Linked DNA regions of Mus musculus: region 2 is linked to region 1. The links are chromatin contacts, called in public HiChIP or PLAC-seq maps. All regions are on one chromosome and are shown on one strand. The core of a region is the stretch at or near the end of the contact, and the rest is flanking DNA. Distances in the headings are between cores, read along the strand shown. Region 1 has its middle 27 kb from the start of Inip. Region 2 overlaps Snx30 (sorting nexin family member 30).

Region 1 (3,521 bases), core at 377-2,876:
ATACTAAAAACTCAGGGGTCAGATCTTCACTTACACCTGATGGGATGAGCATTCTTCTGAGTTAGGTCTCCTCAGGTCGTGGGAGTAACACACATGCTCAAGGACTAGCATATGGCCATGTGCAACTTTGCTACCTATGCAGATGTGTGCGTGTGTGGCGCAGCTGGGGGAGCCCACTGGCAAGGCGAGGTAACTGTGTGCCTGGGACGCCATGCTGTGGAGGCCAGAGAGCTTGTGGCTGAGTTATTCTGACTTTCCAGTCAGCTCTGTGCCGGTGCCACAGAAGGGATGCAGCAAGCTCCAGCTGGTCTCCACTCACCTTTGGGTTTCTGTGCTCCACAGCTGGCATGGTTATCAAGAGCTTTACGTTTGAGCTGGGGCAGCGGCTCAATGGCAGAATGCTTGCCTCGCCGAAGGTGCAAGAGCTTGGGGTCCATTCCCAGCACTAAAACATTCTTTCCCTAGTTAACCTAGATGCAAGTTGCCTCTGAGCCCTGCATCTGTGTTCTGAGAGGACCCTTAGATCTTGGGTGAGATCATTCCTCAACACCTTTTGTACTGCTCTAACAGGAGGGGAGGTAGGCAGAGTGGCACACACCTGCAGTCTCAGCATTCAGGAAACTGAGGCAGGAGGTTTACTATGAGTTGAGGGCCAACCTAGGCTACCCAGTGAGTTTTAAGTCATCTTGGGCTACCGAATGAGACTCTGTCCCCCAAACACTTAACATTCATTAATTAGAGGACTAGAGCTATTCTTCAGAGGACTTGGGTTCCACTCTAAACACCCACGTGGCAGTCCACAGTCTGCATCTGACACCCCCTTTTGGCCCCTACAGGCACTAGGCACAAACATAGAGGACAAACATACATGCAGGTAAAACACCCACACACATAAACGATAAATAAATTGCAGTTGTAGGTGCTACCTCCCTATTGCCCCAGGCCTCTCTCCGGGGAATGGTTTGCCAGGTAATAGGTTATCAGCAGGAGATCCCACTGGACACGAAGAGGTTGGCATTCAGCTGTATCTTAGGCATGCAATGAGTTTTCTTTCTTTCTAATTAAAAATGTCAGTAACATGCTTCACTTATTTCCTCCATTGCTGAGATTCTGTTCCTTACATTGTAAACTTGAAGAGGAAACCAAACCTGATAATGTGGTCCAGTGAGCACACCCATGCCTGTGAATTCTACCTCCAGCACAACCAAGCCTGATACCTCACACAAGCAAAAACAAGAGAAGGAAGACCAGAGGGGTCTTCAGAGGCCACAGTTTTTCCATTGTTTTCTGTGTTTTAAAACAGATGCTGTATCTAACCAAAGCTGTGAAAGAAATGTTCTCTTTGGTCAAGTGACATGGTCCCCATTCCTTGGATTCTGTTCTACTTTGTCAGCTGAGACCCATAAATGGCGTTTGGGAAAAAAATGTGAAATTCTATTACCTTTTGCATTAATTCATCTTATTAAAAGCGTAAAGCATTTCGGCATGTTCAGAGACACACCATTAAGATCTGAACAAGATAGTATTTATGTGGAAACTGAAATGTCCTGACAGATCCTGGGCGATGATTCACGGCTCACTTGGCAGCCAGCTTCTGCTGGCACCACCCTCAGCTCTGCTATGGTATCTATCTCTCGGCTGGCTCATCTCCAGGGTTCACGAGTCACACTGCTAGTCTAGAATTTCTCAGTATGCTACCATGCCTTCTTGAGAGATCTTTTTTTTTTTTTTCTAATTTCCAGGTTTCCAGTTTCTAAAGTTAATTTGTTATCTCTAGACAACATTGCTAATTTTGTCGGTTGAAGCTAAAGGTGGCCATATTGTTACCACTCAAATGAACAAAATGGTTATATCTCATCCTTTCAAGTATCCATCTTTTATGAGACACTGATTACTCTTTAAGGGGGGTGAGGGCGAGCTTACTTTATGTATGGAAAATGCAAACTAGTAAGACCTCAAGGAAGTTGGCTGATTTGCCCTAGACAAGCTCTGCTGTAGTCTAAGCTAAGGCTGAGCCTGTTGTGGTGCTGCTCACAGACAGCTGTGAACAGAACACAGTAAAAATTTCAATTTTGTGTCCAGTTTAAGAAATTTCACTTCTTCACAACAAAAATTGAATTCTTTGTCAAAAGAAAAACATTGTATTGCTTCAGCCTTGTTCCTAAGATGTCCCTTGTGTTTGTCTATATAAGCGAGTCCATTTAAACTAACTGTGGTTGTGCACACCTGGAACCTCAGCTCTTGGGATCTGAGTTGGGGGATTGCAAGTTCAAGGCTAGCCCGAGCTACACAGCAAGTGCTTGTCTCAAATAAATAAGTAAAACATAAAGAAAAGCCGACTGGTGGGAACTAGATACCCCTCCTCTCTGAGAGGCCAGGAGAAGGCCAATGAGAAATATCCTTAAGCCACGTTTTGACTGTTGCCCACGGTAGTCTGAGCATGTCTGGCTCTGTGCCTACCGTCCTGGAGATTTTCCTCAAGTTGCTCATTACAGTCATGCTGCATTTAACCCAAGTTTCTCATGACTCAGCTACTGCAGCAATGGAAATGCTTAAGAGCACCCCACCCCCCAAAGAAAGAGTGTCTAATTTGTTGGTAAGCACATAGTAACCCCATCAATACTCATACTGACTACATAGCTTCCTCCTCTCCACTGAAAGGGAAAATAGCTCCGAAGCCTCATCGAATGAGGCTGATAGAGCGAGCGACTTACTACTGCATCCACCCACTTTTCAAATGAAGACCCAAGTCTGACCGGTCAGCACTGGGAAGGACACCCCTGGGCTGCCTAGTTCCCTTAACCTTCACAATGGCTCTGCAGAGTGTGTCTAATTATTCCCAGGTAGTTGTTAAGCAACCAAGACTCAGATAAGTTGCTTTAACTTCCCAAATTCCTACAGAGCTAGTAAGCTGGATAAAGTAAACCAACATCACTTCCTGATTCCAAATCCCACGCTCAATTAATTAGGAAAACAAATCCTGCCTCCTTTAGGCTCACTGAAGTCCATTTAACTTAGAAAAAGGTTGTTTTAGAAGTCTTAGCTAGACGTAGTGGCACACACTTGTGACCCCAGCAGTTGGGAGCGGGAGGCAGGAGGATCAGGTGTTTGTCATCCTTGGCTACATAAGCTTGGGTTACTTAAGATCCTGTCTGAAGAAATCATTTAAAAACTAACCAGCCAGGGACAGGTTGCAGAATCAGGCATGGGGAACCAGTCAACTTGTTCCTCCAGAGTATAGCTGGGAAGATTGGGACTTATACATTAATACACATTATCTGGCTGAAAAAAAATGTGAATACTGCTTGATGCCTGCACCCCCACCCCCACCCCCACCCCCCGCCTACGCTCCAGATGTCTCCTCACACAGAGTAAGTTCCCAAGCCAGAGGTACTGATGCTACACCACGAATGGAGGATTCTAGACCTCACCTTCTCTTTGCCGATCTACATCCTCATCTAGCTCAAGGCCCCCAACTGACTAGAAACAGAGGGGACATACAGACACCAGTGCACTCCTAG
Region 2 (3,521 bases), core at 574-3,073, 110 kb after region 1:
GAGATCTGTCAGCCTCTGCCCCCTGAGTACTGGGACTAAAGGCGAGCACCACTGTGTCAGGCTCCATCCTAGCTCCTTGACTGTGCAGCCTGCTGGTAAACTGCCATTCAGCTGTGCATGGGCGGAAGGAGGGGTGTCTTCGCCTTATTTGATTTCTGAAAGTGTGTGTCTCCTTCCCCTGGCCAGAAAACACTCCTCCTCACATGTGCACTCCCCTCTCTCTTCTTACTTGCAGAGCACACGGGTGGAGTTTGACTTGCCAGAATATTCTGTTCGTCGGCGATACCAGGATTTCGACTGGCTGAGGAACAAACTGGAAGAGTCGCAGCCCACTCATCTCATTCCCGTAGGTAGTAAGTCACTGCTGCTTGTTCTATCTTTTCCCGAGTTAGACCCACACGGGTAGTGCTCAGTTCTTAGCAGTGATGGGCTCACTCAGCATTTTATACTGAATGCACTCACCAAGAGTGCATGCAAGATAGAGGTGAAGTGTCTCACACTCTCAGCTTCTACTCTGCACTGCCAGCCTGCTAGGTAAGGTGGGCTGGATTTTTACTTTTTTCTTTCCTCCCATCCTCCTTTCTTTCTTTTTTTTTAAAATTTTTAATATTTTTTATTACGTATTTTCCTCAATTACATTTCCAATGCTATCCCAAAAGTCCCCCATACCATCCCCCCATCCTCCTTTCTTTAAAAAAGAAAAAAAATACAAAACACTATTTATGTATGTGTGTGTGTATGTTTGTGCATGTGTATATGTCTGTGTGTGTTTCTGCACACACATGCATGTCATAACACACATTTGAAGTCAGAGTGCAACTTCAGGAGTTGGCTCTTGCTTTCCACCTGGTTGCATGGTTTCTCTTATTTCTGCTGCTCCCTGTAGTCCCGGCTGCTGGTGCGTGCGTGTGGTGAGTCTCCTGCCTCTGCCTCCCATCTCAGTTGCAGGAGTGCTGGGGTTGCAGATGTGCACCACTGCACACAGTTTCTCACATGGGTTCCAGAGACTGAACTTGGCCTATGGAGCTTTTCAGTTAGATCTTTTACTACCTGAGCCATCTCCCCGCTCCCTGTCTCTGTCTCTCCATCTGTCCTCTGTCTCTGTCTGTCTCTCTCTTATGTGGTACTGAGGGTTAAACCAGGGCACTCATACTTGCTCTTCATATGCTCTATACCGAGTTGGACCCCTACTCTTTGAGGCAGAGTTTTACTAAGCTACTCAAGCTGGCCTTGAGCTCATTTTGTAGCCTAGGAGAGCTTTGAACTTGGAGGCAGCGTTAGCTCCTTCAGTATTTAGGACTACAGGATTACACCACCCTGCTCAAGTTTCTTTTTCCCAGTACAAGATATTATCTTATTTCTCAAGCTGGCCCAGAACTCACTATCTAACCCAAGTTAGCGTCAAGCCTGTGGCAATCCTCCTGCCTCAGCCCTGTGTACAGCTATGGTGCCTGGCTCTGATTTTCACTTGTATTATTACTGTCTGTCTCTGTCTGTCTCTGTCTGTCTGTCTTTATTTTTTTTGAAAAGGGAAATATCCCAATACCCCACCTCTTTAAAAGACTGAAGTTTGGTAGCTGGGCATTCTGGTTTACATCTATAATTCTGGCACTGAGGAGGTAGAGGCAGGAGTATTACTGTGAGTTCAAGGTCATCTTGGGCTACATAATGAGTTCCATCAAGTCTCTGCTACTGTACGAGACAGTGTCTGGAAAAACAAACAACAACAAAAAGCAAAAAGATTGATGCTTGGAAGTGAGTCTCACCGACCAAAACTGCTTTTCCCACTTGGCAGACATTCTTCTTGAGGTTTGGCTGCCTACCAAGAAGGCAAAGCCGACGCTTCAGATTGTGGCCAATGGGGACAGGAATCTGGCACACCATCCCTTCACAACCACAGTTTTTTATTTAAAACTCAAGCAAGAAAACCACTCACTCCTCTGTACTGAAGCAACGTGAATGGACCCACCCCGTACAACTCCCTGCCCCCCCCTTCTAAAATGGGTGATAACTAAAATTTTAAAGACCTAATAATCAATATACATTGGGTAGTTTTCCAAGGCCTTTAAGTTAAGATAATTATTACTTGTCTTTGGAGACTTTAGGAAAGTTTAGAGCGTATGACTATTCAAAGGCCAATTTATCCTTTGACAAGACCTTGATTGACTAACCCCAGGGGCTGCCCAGTTCCCAGTCGTATCTTCACCTTCTCACCTCTGTCACCCACCATGGCTATGTGTGCAGTGAATACTGGATGTTTGTAGGGTTTTGAGGTAAGGTGATCCCTGTGGCCAGGACAGGGCTGGAGGCAATGGGGCCCGCAGGAATCCGCTGTCCCCAGACTTCTCTTTTGCCACCCTAAGTCCTGTCTGGTCTTTTGAGTCTGCTTCTTTACTTTTCTGCCCTCCAGTCACTTAAGAACGTGCCTGAAAAAGAAGCAGCCATTTTAAAGCAGTCGGAACAAGACCTTAAAATAGAATCCTACTTGGCCAAATTGGCAGCTAGTGGTAATTTTTTTTAAACATATGCTTTTTATTTCAGAAGAGTTTTCGGGTTATTGTAAAAATAGGAGAACAGGGTTTCCCATACTCAGTACCCAGTTGCATTCATGGCTAACATTCTGCACAGATGTGAAATGCTTGTCCCAGTTAATGGGCTAGCTGGCGTCATCATTTGATAAGCTTTGTTTACTCGGTACTTTATTCCGAGGTGAGTATTTTGCCTGATGTGTTTCATTCCAGGCTCCCTACCAGGACATCGGTCATACATAACCCCTTTGGCAGTTTTTGCTTGTAACAGTTTCTCAAGTTTTCCTGGTCTTTGACAACCTTTGACAGTTTTGGGGTTTGCTAGCAAGGTTCAGTGGACATTTGTCTCAAGGTTTTCTTGGTTAGACCATGAAGATGGAGTAAGGTGTTTAGGAGTAGAAAGCCACCGCAGTAAACTGTTAATCCAGGTCACATGACTTAGGGGTTTCTGTTCTCTCTTTGCTCTTTGCAGGGAAACTGTTGCCCAAGCCCTGCTCCCCTCTTGGCTGTTCTGTTTCTTTTCTTTCTGGTTTGGCACTTGAGACTCAAAAGCTCGAGAGTGACACCTGCTGGTAAAATGTAGTGCCACCAGTCTGTAGCTCCCACGAGGCAGTGTATGTGTCTCTGGAGGATCCAGATAGTCTTCTGTAGTCTCCAGTGGCTGGGCAGTGTGGTGGGCAGGGAAGTGCTTTAGAAGCAGGCAGAGACTTAAGTTTCTTCACAAGACCTTGACCCTTAGCTGAAGTAGAGAGATTTAATTCAGGGAAGTATTTCTGTTTAAATAGAGAAGTCAAATGAGGAATGAACACATCATCCTACAGAAACTGTTAGAAGTCACCTCTCAGTATCTAAGCAGCAGCTGCGTCCTCACTAGACCCGGTAGCTAATCTTGGTAGGAACGTAGATAGGGTGAAGAATTTTAAGATAGACAAGGGACCTCTGCCTGAGAACTGAGTGTCGCCTGTAAACAGAGGCGGCTGTCTCATCAGCGCA

What was found. HiChIP or PLAC-seq counts read pairs in DNA pulled down with a chosen protein or histone mark.
Region 2: a contact with region 1 is called in a CTCF HiChIP or PLAC-seq map of the NIH/3T3 cell line, with 8 read pairs. The contact joins two enhancer-like sites. A contact is called at or near these places in 3 of 15 datasets of contacts at CTCF or cohesin (CD8 T cells, the NIH/3T3 cell line and pro-B cells), 7 of 484 Hi-C or Micro-C datasets (alveolar type 2 cells, bone marrow-derived macrophages, embryonic fibroblasts and 1 more), 5 of 115 datasets of contacts at active chromatin or transcription factors (embryonic stem cells, extraembryonic endoderm stem cells, microglia and 1 more) and 2 of 9 other capture datasets (adipose tissue and pancreatic islet).

Annotation. Positions count from the first base shown.
Region 1 is chr4:59,755,160-59,758,680 of GRCm38.p6, forward strand. It overlaps a transcript of E130308A19Rik not described here. Among named protein-coding and RNA genes, the nearest start is that of Inip, 27 kb to the right of the region's middle. Within about 2 kb of position 1,627, at least 54 of the 459 cell types and tissues checked have an H3K27ac peak or open chromatin away from gene starts, as enhancers often do. A contact at or near this core is called in the NIH/3T3 cell line, where this site is marked.
Region 2 is chr4:59,868,003-59,871,523 of GRCm38.p6, forward strand. Snx30 (sorting nexin family member 30) reads left to right here. Exons shown (of 9, transcript NM_172468.2): 3 at 236-346. Among named protein-coding and RNA genes, the nearest start is that of Slc46a2, 45 kb to the right of the region's middle. Within about 2 kb of position 1,824, at least 49 of the 459 cell types and tissues checked have an H3K27ac peak or open chromatin away from gene starts, as enhancers often do. A contact at or near this core is called in the NIH/3T3 cell line, where this site is marked.